Regions from separate parts of the Mus musculus genome. Here all the other regions are linked to region 2. A link is a contact called in public Hi-C and Micro-C data. All regions are on one chromosome and are shown on one strand. Each heading gives the region's core, a stretch centred on a gene start, on an enhancer-like site or on the middle of the called end of the contact. The rest is flanking DNA. Distances are from core to core; before and after follow the strand shown. Region 1 overlaps Prkar2b (protein kinase, cAMP dependent regulatory, type II beta). Region 2 holds the start of Acp1 (acid phosphatase 1, soluble). Region 3 holds the start of Prkar2b (protein kinase, cAMP dependent regulatory, type II beta).

The links. A called contact is a pair of places that touch in the nucleus more often than the background predicts.
Region 1: a contact with region 2 is called in a Hi-C map of muscle stem cells, with 3 times the contacts expected there. The contact joins the enhancer-like site here to the promoter of Acp1 in region 2. A contact is called at or near these places in 1 of 39 promoter capture datasets (liver) and 2 of 484 Hi-C or Micro-C datasets (muscle stem cells and uterus).
Region 3: a contact with region 2 is called in a Micro-C map of embryonic stem cells, with 10 times the contacts expected there. The contact joins the promoter of Prkar2b here to the promoter of Acp1 in region 2. A contact is called at or near these places in 1 of 484 Hi-C or Micro-C datasets (embryonic stem cells) and 2 of 115 datasets of contacts at active chromatin or transcription factors (embryonic stem cells and thymic regulatory T cells).

The regions. Positions count from the first base shown.
Region 1 is chr12:31,962,847-31,966,661 of GRCm38.p6, reverse strand. It overlaps Prkar2b (protein kinase, cAMP dependent regulatory, type II beta), which reads left to right. Exons shown (of 11, transcript NM_011158.4): 8 at 1,473-1,547; 9 at 2,699-2,764; 10 at 3,525-3,663. Among named protein-coding and RNA genes, the nearest start is that of Hbp1, 15 kb to the right of the region's middle. Within about 2 kb of position 2,136, at least 14 of the 459 cell types and tissues checked have an H3K27ac peak or open chromatin away from gene starts, as enhancers often do. A contact at or near this core is called in muscle stem cells, where this site is marked.
Region 2 is chr12:30,909,930-30,913,330 of GRCm38.p6, reverse strand. It overlaps Acp1 (acid phosphatase 1, soluble), which reads left to right and starts at 1,719. Exons shown (of 6, transcript NM_021330.4): 1 at 1,719-1,841. The coding sequence starts at 1,799. It overlaps Sh3yl1 (Sh3 domain YSC-like 1), which reads right to left and starts at 1,662. Exons shown (of 10, transcript NM_013709.5): 1 at 1,104-1,662. The coding sequence starts at 1,104.
Region 3 is chr12:32,059,154-32,062,658 of GRCm38.p6, reverse strand. Prkar2b (protein kinase, cAMP dependent regulatory, type II beta) reads left to right here and starts at 1,382. Exons shown (of 11, transcript NM_011158.4): 1 at 1,382-1,877. The coding sequence starts at 1,577. Gm51992 (a long non-coding RNA gene) reads left to right here. Exons shown (of 3, transcript XR_003950224.1): 3 at 376-440.

The sequences.
Region 1 (3,815 bases), core at 887-3,386, 1.1 Mb before region 2:
ACCTACAGAAGAATCCTTTTAAGTTCCAGATCAGGGCAGTCTTGCTAACAACCTTCCCAGGACAGGATAACTTTGAAGAAGGCCACCGAGGTCCCTTGTCTGTACCTCTCAGACAACTTTGCTAACTGCTGCACTTCCACCCTGCCATAGACATTAGCTTCCTGCTGTTGCATACGCATGCCAGCCCTCCCTTCAGATCTATGCATGTGCTGTCTGCCTAGGACAGCCTCCCCCACAACTCCATGGCTTCTCCATGAATCTCCTTCATTTCTTAGCTCAAATGCCTCCTCAGTGAGACCACCTGTTTCTTATCTTTGAAGGTTCATGAAAGAACCGTTACCTTACAAATTCGGCTCTGCCAAAATTCATTGTGAAAGTGCTTTTCTAGACATTTTATAATAGATAAAGCCTCATATTTGAACTCTCTTGAAAGCGATTATAGAGAACTAGGTACATGTTCCCATGGTGTCGTAAAATAGCAAATGTTGGCGTGGTCGTGTCTCTGTGAGTCGCCGGTTTATGCCTGGGAGAAACTTGGCCATGTTGTGGAATGCGCAGACAGCTGATCTTCTTTAGAAACTCCTGTCCTCAAATAGAATGTATCAGGGAGGTAATCCAGTCAGATAGAGCCATGTGACGTGACAGAAAGCAACCCAGGAAGGGACTTTGGCAAATCGGAGAACATGTGCTCCCTCTAAGGGAACAGCTGCCATTCCACCATAGCTTTACTGCTGCCATATGGAAATTTGGGCTGGGGGTTGGCTGAGTCTTCTGGTATTTTACAGGAAACTAGAAATACGATTTTGTCTACTTCAGGATTCTAGCAGTTAATGTAGCAACTACACAAGGGAAAACAGTTGGGTTTATTTAACTATGTAGGCCGTCCCTTGTAAACATGTAAACCAGGTAAGGCTACGTGATTGGTCGGTGTATTATCAGGCTTCCCCAGAGGAACAGAGTTTATATCATACATACATGCATGCCTGCCACTTATTAGAGTGGCTTATAGGCTGTGCTCCCACAAGTCCAACAAAGCCTGTCTCCTAATGGAAAGTGCAAGAATCCAATAGTCCACTAGGATGGGTATCTCAGCTGGTCTTGAGTATACTCTAGAATCCTGAAGAAGTAGGCTCTAATGCCAGGCTGGGAATGGACTTGCTAGTGTGAGAGAGTGAAGGCAAGCAGGCAGAGGGAGCAAGAGCTTCCTTCTTGCACGCCCTTTATTTAGGCTGCAGCAGAAGCTGTGGCCCGGGTGAAAGGTGGATCTTCCCAGCTCAAAAACTGGATTAAAGATGCATCCTTCCACCTTAAAAATCTGGATTAAAAACGGGTTTTCCCATTTCAAGTGACATAAGGGAAAATAATCCCTCCCAGGTGTTTCCAGCCTCTTGGGTTTTAGTTAATTCCAGATGTAGTTAAGCTATAACCAGAAATAGACACCACAGTCTCTAACACGGTGCTCTTCTTTGTAGGTTTCTGAACGCCTGAAGGTGGTGGATGTGATTGGCACCAAAGTTTACAATGATGGAGAGCAGATCATTGCTCAGGTACGGTACTGAGCTGCCATTCCTTTAGGCTTACATTCCAGAAGGTTCAACTTTGTTTTCATAATTGGTACGCAGTATTAGATTAAATGAATATTTCTTCCACCAGACAACTTATCAAAAATGCTTTTGCAGCTGGTAAGTAATCTGGATGTTTTTGTTTATATAATTTATTTCTAATGACTGTGCATTAAACCATTACCTAGCTGAGTAGTTTGCAGTTTGTAACATGAAATCCGCATGTATAGTGGGAGTAAGATGTCTTGTGTAAGAGGGAAAAGTGGGGGCTATTCCATGAAATTACCAAGAACCCAGGTCCACAGGCAGATGAGTTTTGCGTGATTAGCTCTTGAGATCTGCTTCCAGATAACACTCACCAGAAGGAGTTCACATTGTACCATGTGCAAGCACTGAATGCATTAATAAGAATCCCCTCTAACCCTCATGTTTTTCTGAACTCCCAGTGGGCGCCAGTTGTATTACAGTACCTGCTAGCCAGAGAGCTCGTAGAAAGTAGGCTGTATAGACAGTTGAAGGGTGCGCATGAATGAGTGGGTTTCTAACGAGAGTTCATGCAAAAACCAGGAATACTGGGGGTGTACGTAGAGAAGGCGCCTTTCGTTCCCAGCAGTCTTTTCAGAGCCGGAAGTACACTGTCATAGACTGACATGTCAGCTTGGTGCCTGAAGGCCGTAAAAGCTCATCTATTGCTTCCGAAAGCTCCCAGTTGCTTTTGCTCCTGGCAAGTCTCTGTGCTAGTGCTAGTTGCCTTGGGTGGACACAGTGCTACTTTCCTAGGATTGCGGAATGACTGACGTAGCCTGCTGGTGGGAGGGGCTGCTGGGACACACAGCAGGGAACACAGAATGACTGACATAGCCTGCTGGTGGGAGGGGCTCCTGGGACACACAGCATCTGCTATCCTTTCTTGTAAACTGCTCAGCACAAAATTTTGAGGTTACTTGCCATATTTTCTGGTAGAGAATGTATTATTTCGAATGCCTAAGAAGTTACTGTAGAATTATCGTAACCTCAGGATGTAGTCTGGTCTATGACTTCACTTTACGGACTGGAACCTGTAGGCTGGCTTCAAAGGCATGATTTCAGAGATGCTGTGGAACTTGAACATTCACCCTGCATTTTTGTTTTAATAGGGAGATTTGGCAGACTCTTTCTTCATTGTAGAATCTGGAGAAGTGAAAATTACTATGAAAAGAAAGGTAAACAGCCCCCAAATTCCTCATATCCACAAGGAAAATATGGATTTTTTTTTTTAAAAAAGAACGATCTCAGACTTCAATGTAACTGACTTGTTGGCTCCTTAGGGACACTATGCCCCTCCTTAGAATTGGGAACAAAACACCCATGGAAGGAGTTACAGAGACAAAGTTTGAAGCTGAGATGAAAGGATGGACCATGTAGAGACTGCCATATCCAGGGATCCACCCCATAATCAGCATCCAAACGCTGACACCATTGCATACACTAGCAAGATTTTATTGAAAGGACCCAGATGTAGCTGTCTCTTGTGAGACTATGCCGGGGCCTAGCAAACACAGAAGTGGATGCTCACAGTCAGCTAATGGATGGACCACAGGGCTCCCAATGGAGGAGCTAGAGAAAGTACCCAAGGAGCTAAAGGGATCTGCAACCCTATAGGTGGAACAACATTATGAACTAACCAGTACCCCAGAGCTCTTGACTCTAGCTGCATATATATCAAAAGATGGCCTAGTCGGCCATCACTGGAAAGAGAGGCCCATTGGACTTGCAAACTTTATATGCCCCAGTACAGGGGAATGCCAGGGCCAAAAAGGGGGAGTGGGTGGGCAGGGGAGTGGGGGTGGGTGGGTATGGGGGACTTTTGGTATAGCATTGGAAATGTAAATGAGCTAAATACCTAATAAAAAATGGAAAAAAGAAAAAAAAAAAAAAAGAACGATCTCAGACTTCAATGTAACTGACTTGTTGGCTCCTTAGGGTAAATCAGAAGTTGAAGAGAACGGAGCTGTGGAAATCGCTCGGTGCTTTCGGGGCCAGTACTTTGGAGAGCTTGCCCTGGTCACTAACAAACCAAGAGCAGCGTCTGCACACGCCATCGGGACTGTCAAATGCTTAGGTAGGGGTCATGGTGGCTGGTTATGTCTGTATTCCAGGCCTTCCTACCATACAGGTGCTGTGAGCCTTACAAAGTATGACCTGGGTTCGGACTTACTTTAACTATTGACATAAGGACTTCTGGCTAGCACGTTTTATATCTGTGTAGTAGAG
Region 2 (3,401 bases), core at 470-2,969:
CTCCTTAGTTAAGATGCAACAAACAGGATGAATGTTATCACTTAGTCTATTTTAACCTCCAACATAGCAATTTACAAACAACCAGATGCTACTATGGTATTTCAATAACAGGCCACAGAGCAGAATAAAACAGCACCTTCAACCCAGCCGTGTTATTCTCTAAACTTTGTGTACAAGTGAACTAACTCATTAGTAATCGAAACATTTCCTCATATCTCAAGGAAAATACCTGGGCCAGCAGGAATACAGAACCTGTTCACTTGGTAAACACAGAACAGGGCAAGGCTTCTGCCCCAGGCCAGGGCATTCCTCCATGGAGGTGGTTACTTCAAGTCTTTCTTCCCTGGTCTGCCTTGGCAGGGCAGTAGTAACATCTGTTGAAAAGAAGCCGGCACATTTTGCCAGGGGAGAAACCTGCTTCCTATTGTTACCTATTCCTATTGTTCAGAGCACTAAAAGAAAACAAAACAAACAAAACAAAACAATAACCAAACCAAACAAAAAAAACCATACAGGCACTATATACTAGAGATGCAGCAATCAAATTACCCTCCACACCACCCCTTTGTAAAGTATCGCAGAACCAAAGACACTGTGTCAAAGTCCTGACACCTCTACCTCTGGAAGTCCCAAACGCATGTGAGCCCCTCCCCTAGGGACTATCCTTTCCCAGAGATCACATTCCCACAAAGGCCCTACACAACCCCCAATCTGCACCTCCTTCATCTGTGTCAAGTACACAGGATGCCAATTCTCAAAACAATTTGAAACCAGAAGATGGTAAAACATCAGATATTAGGGGAAAAATAACAAAATGAAAGTCTGTCTTCAAAACTGGAAATGCTGGAGGAAAAAAAATTTTTTTTCTGCAATGAAGCGGAACGACTGTGGTTAACAATCAACCAAAACCTTTAGCCAGGAGTGTAGAAAACTAATCTTGAGTTCTGAGGATTTACAAAAGGATCCGTGCAGTATGATCTTGGTGGATGCGCCCAGACAAACCCAGGGACTTGACTGTTTTCTCTCCTCTTTCACAACGCCCATCGCAAGAGGAAGAGTTGCCGCGGTGCCGACACGCCCCAGCCGCTCAGACCCTTACTCACTGGTGCCTGCCGCTCCTCTCGGTACCCGAGCTCCTCACTCCAGTCCAGGAAGAGGAAAGCGTTCTCCTTGGTCCGCCTCCCTGACGGGACCCGCCCAGCGGGCGCACACCTGACCCAGGTAAGGGAATAGGTGTATGCCCTGTTTTTGCCAAAGCGATCACTGGTCCTATACCCTTGCTCAGAACGTAGCTCATCTGCGTCCACCCGCCTCATTCCTTTGAAGCCTTGTAAATCACCCCCTCTTCTTAATCGGGGAAACCCACTGCTAAGTACCGTGGCCCGGCCTGGGGTCGGTGGTCCAAAGGGGTAACTTAGCTTGGAAGGGCGGGTAGCTCCGATCGGAGGAGCCACCCTAGGAGGCTCTGCAAGCCGCTATCCTTGAGTTCATTGGCTGCCCTGGCACATCCTAATCCTCCCTGCTCAACACCGTGCCACCCAAGCTGCTCTGGGGGTCGCCCCGCGTTCACCCCGCCCTCACTCCTTAGACGTGCGACCTGGGCAGAGCTCAGAGTGAACGCTAGCCCGGGCTGCCAACCCGAACGCCTAAGCCCCGCCCTCTAGGCGACTTCTGGCCCCGCCTCTGGCCGCGTACGAACGTGGGGCGGCGGACTGCGCATGTCCACGGTCAGAACCCTGGCAGTGCGCATGCGCCTCGTCCCGACGCGGTTTCTGGGCGCCAGGGTCTGCACCGAAACATGGCAGAGGTTGGGTCCAAGTCAGTGCTGTTCGTGTGTCTCGGTAAGGACTCGCCGACTTAAGGGTCTTTTTCTTTGGGACCCTGAAGTGCTCTCCCTGTTAGGCTTCCGAACAAGAGCGCTGGGCGGAGGAAGCAGATCAGAAGGCCTTGGCTGGGCCCGCGTCTGAGCACATACTCGTTTGTCTGCCTTTTTCATATGCATCCCCCATCATCTGGTACTCCTCTGAGCCCGAGATCTGTGTAATTTTTGTCCCAGATTATGCCCTTCCAAAGCCCATGTCACCCTTCCGAGTGCCCTTCAACCACAAATCTTTGTGCGAGTTCTCTCTCTCAAGCCCGTAGACCCCTCTCACTTGCTCCTCCTCTTTTAAGTCTGAGAGTCGCCCATCATCTGCTTTGGCAGTTACTTCCAAATCTCTGTGCTGAAAAATATCCAACCAAAACAACTTTAGGGAGAACAGATTTGTTTTGACTCAGTTTCAGAGGTTCAGGCCCCTTTTGAATGGTTGTAGATTCTGGGCTTGTGGTGAGGCAAGGCATCATGGTCCTTCAAGGTGGCCAGAGCATGAGTCAGGGACTATTTGCTCCTGTGGACGGGAATCACAGAAGGGGAGAGTAGAGAGCAAGACAAGCGTTAGCCCCAAGAGCACGCATCGGGATGTATTTTCTTCTGCTCAGCCACACTTGTATCTTTCATTACCTCCAGTCATTTCCTCATATTTTGAATCTACTGGGTTAAACCATTGACTAGGTCAGTGCCCTTATGATCACATCCTCGGGGGATAAGCCATCACCGACGTCCTGAGAGTTGTCTTTTTCTAATCAGTTAAGGTCTCGATGACGATTAATCATCATCCCTGTTATTCCCTCATGCTCTTGTCCGTCACCTAACTTGCTTTTCTTCCTTTGAACCCTCTCACCTGCTAACTGGCCCAGGTGGCTTCATATCTGTAGTGTGACTCTCTAAGCTGGCCCCTTCTATTAGAACAGCTGGAGTTCTTGCCGGAAACCCCCACCCCCACCCCTGTTCCCCATTGTGCCAACGTGAGCCTAGGTTACAGGAAGACCATTCTGTGACAGGTTTGTTTGATGTCATCCTTGGGTCACAGTTGCTATGGTTCTCAGCCAGTCTCTTTTCTTTAGGTCTCTCTGAAACCTTGGTTTTCAGTCCCTAGGACAATTACTCATGCCATGTGAAAAACAGTTTGTTTTTAAATGAATAATCTTTTAAGTACCTTCTAACACAGAATTTCAACCTTGATTCTCCTTTACATAATATGCAATTCTTTCTTTTTTCAGAGTTCTTGCCTCCTTGACTCCACCCTGAGGGGCAAGGGTTAAATTGTCAACAGTCCAGCTATTTGTCTTTTGTCCTCTGCTTTTCCTACAGAGTGACACTCCTCTTTAGGCTAGAAGTCTGCCAAGACTTTCTGTCTACCTCGCTTTATCTTTCCCACCCACCTGTGGGGACTGCCCTTAAGAAACTGTTGCTGTCCTATGCCTTGATGGTATGGTTAACTTTACTGGGAACCTTAATGCTGGGTTTTGCTTGAAAAGCCATCTGTTTTATAAAGTCAAAATGATGAAAAAAAAGTCAAGGA
Region 3 (3,505 bases), core at 133-2,632, 1.1 Mb before region 2:
GCAACGATAAAATCCCATCTTAACTAGTATTCTTTGCATTTTCTGCTGAGCAGTAGGGAGAAACATGATAGAAATACATCTTAGATTATTGGATCTGCAAAACATTTCGGTAGAGAACTTGACTAATACTGTGTTCCATATGGCCTCATGTGAAGACCACATTTTTCTGAGTTTATTTCTTATACACCACACAATTACAATTTAGAAGTATGTTATTTTAAAAAAAACACACACCAGTATTATTATTATGAGGTTAAGAAACTGAACTTGAGAAATGAATTCCCTTATGAAAAAAAAAGATAAATAAACATTGTAAACAAATGGGTAAGAAGCAATTTTTAAAAAATAAAACGAAATGATATTTTTGATTTCTAGGTTTTGGGTTTCGTGAGTCACATATTTTCCTTATGTGTGGGCAGAAAGGTAAGTGAGAACAACTAAGGAAATAAAATAAAACTCAATAAATAAATAAAACTTAAGAATAAAATAAAACTCAAGTGAGTTTGCACTTGGACTGCTTTACAATGAAATGGGCATCGTAGAAAATAAAGTATGCATATTTATACAGCGTTTAATTTGGCAAAAGATAAATTTTTCTGTTTCAAAATTCTCAGAATAGGCTCGTTTTAAAGACAAGGGTTTTCTTTAAAAAGCACAAATGTGTAGTTCTCTTTTCCTTTTTATTGCTATATTCAAATTTTGGAGATTTAATTGAAGTGACGCAAAGTGTCAGGAAAGGTTTTAAAAATAAGCAACAAGAGGCTAATCAGGTAACACACCCTTAGTTGTCTGTCCAGCTGCCCTGACTACCCTGTATCCTGTCTTGAAGGATCAACTAACTTTGTTAAGTGCTACACAATAAATGCGGCCTTTGTCTCAGTAACCAGTAGGAAATGTACTAAGCAGAGTGTGGCAGAGCATCTGTAAGGCAAACCATCACAGCCACGAGGCTAAAAGGCGGAATTAAAGAAAATTTTGTGACAGACAAGTGGCAGCATCTCTTTTATCCAGAAGAGAACCAGTAGGGCTGTGCGACTAACAAAAGACACCACGCACGTTTCTCTTGGGGTTGGATTCTAGGAAAAGGAAAAGCCACCAAGGTGGAGGCTGAAGTTTCAGCAGGAATTGCGCCGCACCAACTCTGCGTGGGACAGGGAGAAAGGTGCGTGGGATTCGCTCAGGGAGCTCAGGTGGAGCGCGCGGCCTCAGCCCCACGCCCCAGGCTCAGGCTGCCTCCACCCTGGGGCCACTTGAGAGGCGGCAGTGCTCCCGCCCGCCGGGTTGCCATGGTTTCCGGGGATCACGTGGGCGCGCGGGCGGAGGCGGGGCGCCGGGCGGGGGGCGGCGCAGCGGCGGCGGGAGCAGGAGCGGGAGGAGCTGGAGATGCTGCCAACCCTCCCCGGGCTGTGCTCGCTCTGCTGCTGCCGCCGCACGGAGCAGCCTCGCCGGGGGCCCAGTGCGCCGCGCTCGCAGCCGGTAGCGCCCGGGGCGCTCGCTCGGGAGCCGCGCAGCCCGAGACCGGACCGCGGATAGGGGGCGAGGGCGGCGTCCAGGCGCCTCGGCGTGCACGGGCAGGATGAGCATCGAGATCCCCGCGGGGCTCACGGAGCTGCTGCAGGGCTTCACGGTGGAGGTGCTGAGGCACCAGCCCGCCGACCTGCTGGAGTTCGCGCTGCAGCACTTCACGCGGCTGCAGCAGGAGAACGAGCGCAAGGGCGCCGCGCGCTTCGGCCATGAGGGCAGGACCTGGGGGGACGCGGGCGCAGCCGCCGGGGGCGGCATCCCCAGTAAGGGTGTCAACTTCGCCGAGGAGCCCATGCGCTCCGACTCCGAGAACGGCGAGGAGGAGGAGGCCGCGGAAGCAGGGGCGTTCAACGGTGAGGACCGGCCCCCTCGCGCCCTGAGCCCCGGCCGCCGCGTCCGCCTCACTCTCGAACCCCGCCTCGCTCTTGAACCCCGGGCTGAGCTCCCCACCTTCCCCGTGCTCTCCACCTTCCCATTACGCCCACCCCCTCAGCACCCATTTCGGTCGCTCCCACTCGCCCACCTTCCTACTCAGCTCTCTTGTCATGCCCTCCCTTTCTCTGGAGGTGGGGAAAGGAGAGGTTGCGCTCCCGCTGCCCCTCTGTCACCTCTCTTTCCGGGGCGATTTAGGGTGGGCATCTTGCTGGATCGTTAACTTTCCCGTGGTTGGAGATGTCTCAGGCTCCGGGAGTACCATTGTGCATGAAGGGCGCTTGGCGGCCTCTTTTCAGCCCTTTAGATTTATTAATGGAGTGTTCTGGGAGAAAGGGCGAAGCATGTAGGACTCAGTGAGAAGAGTGTGAAATCGGACTCGCTGAGGTAAAACAAATTAACGATAATAGCTGTGACATTCTTGGAATACGAATAATTTATTTTCCAGTTTTTCCAATACCATGTGGTGGCGATATTTTTGGACATATAACAAAGGAGCATATTTAGCCTGATACCTAGGGGGTCTTTGGCATGAGGAAATAGGCCAATGATTTTCTTTCTTTAAAAAAAAAGATACAAAACATATATTGAATGATTTTGATGTTCTTTTTAAAGTGTGTGGAAAAAAAAATAACACCATGGGAAGTTCTAAGAGCTTTGTCAGTTGTCTTAATGAAAAGCCAGCCAGCATCTAAGGACCACGCCAGACACTGAAGCTAGAGAGAATGAATGGGAGAGAAAGGGATTGTTTTAAATAGCTGCTTTTGGCGAGTCCCACCCCTTATGCTTCCCACCTCTCCCTGACACACCAGACACACATGCGTGTTTACACAATATGACCAAACCCCAGGTTTTGCAGGAGCCCGGGCTGAAATGCCGTGGTGTGCAAATGGACAAGTATTTTCCTTGGTGGTGTGAGGCGAGCATGCATGCAGCTTTTATTTGTTGATGCTGCTGGTGTGGGATTTGTGTGTCCACAATGCCTTTCACACAGTGAAAACACTAAAGGGCCATTCACTTCATTTCCCTTACGCCCTCCTCCCAGGAAGATTTTCATTCCTTTGTAGAATTAATTATATGTTGAATGGGTTATAAAATTAATGCATTCTTAGCTTGTTTAAAACACACAAACCCTGGATGTTAGTGCTCTGTGAATGTGAAAGATTGCTATTTAGATTTTTAATTTGGGACATTTGGGTGCTTTGAGAATAGGGTAATCATAGTTTTAATTGTTCCCACACCAAATCAGATGCTTGTCTCACTAGGAAGGGGAACTAGACAGCATCTTACACAGATGGTATAGAAAGGACAGTGACGTCTAATACTTGTATGCACACACATTTGTGCACATGCTATGTGTCTGTGGCATGGGGATGCAAGCGCAGGCAAGCAATGCACAATGGAAAAGGGGACTAGTGTCCTGAATGGGAGGCACCAAGGAGAAGGGAGGCTTGGGAGAGCCTCTGTGCTCTTTGGAATACAGTATTAATACAGTCAAACCTAATTATATCTAATTCTCTTGAAGCACTTTGCTTTGGTTTAATTTCTC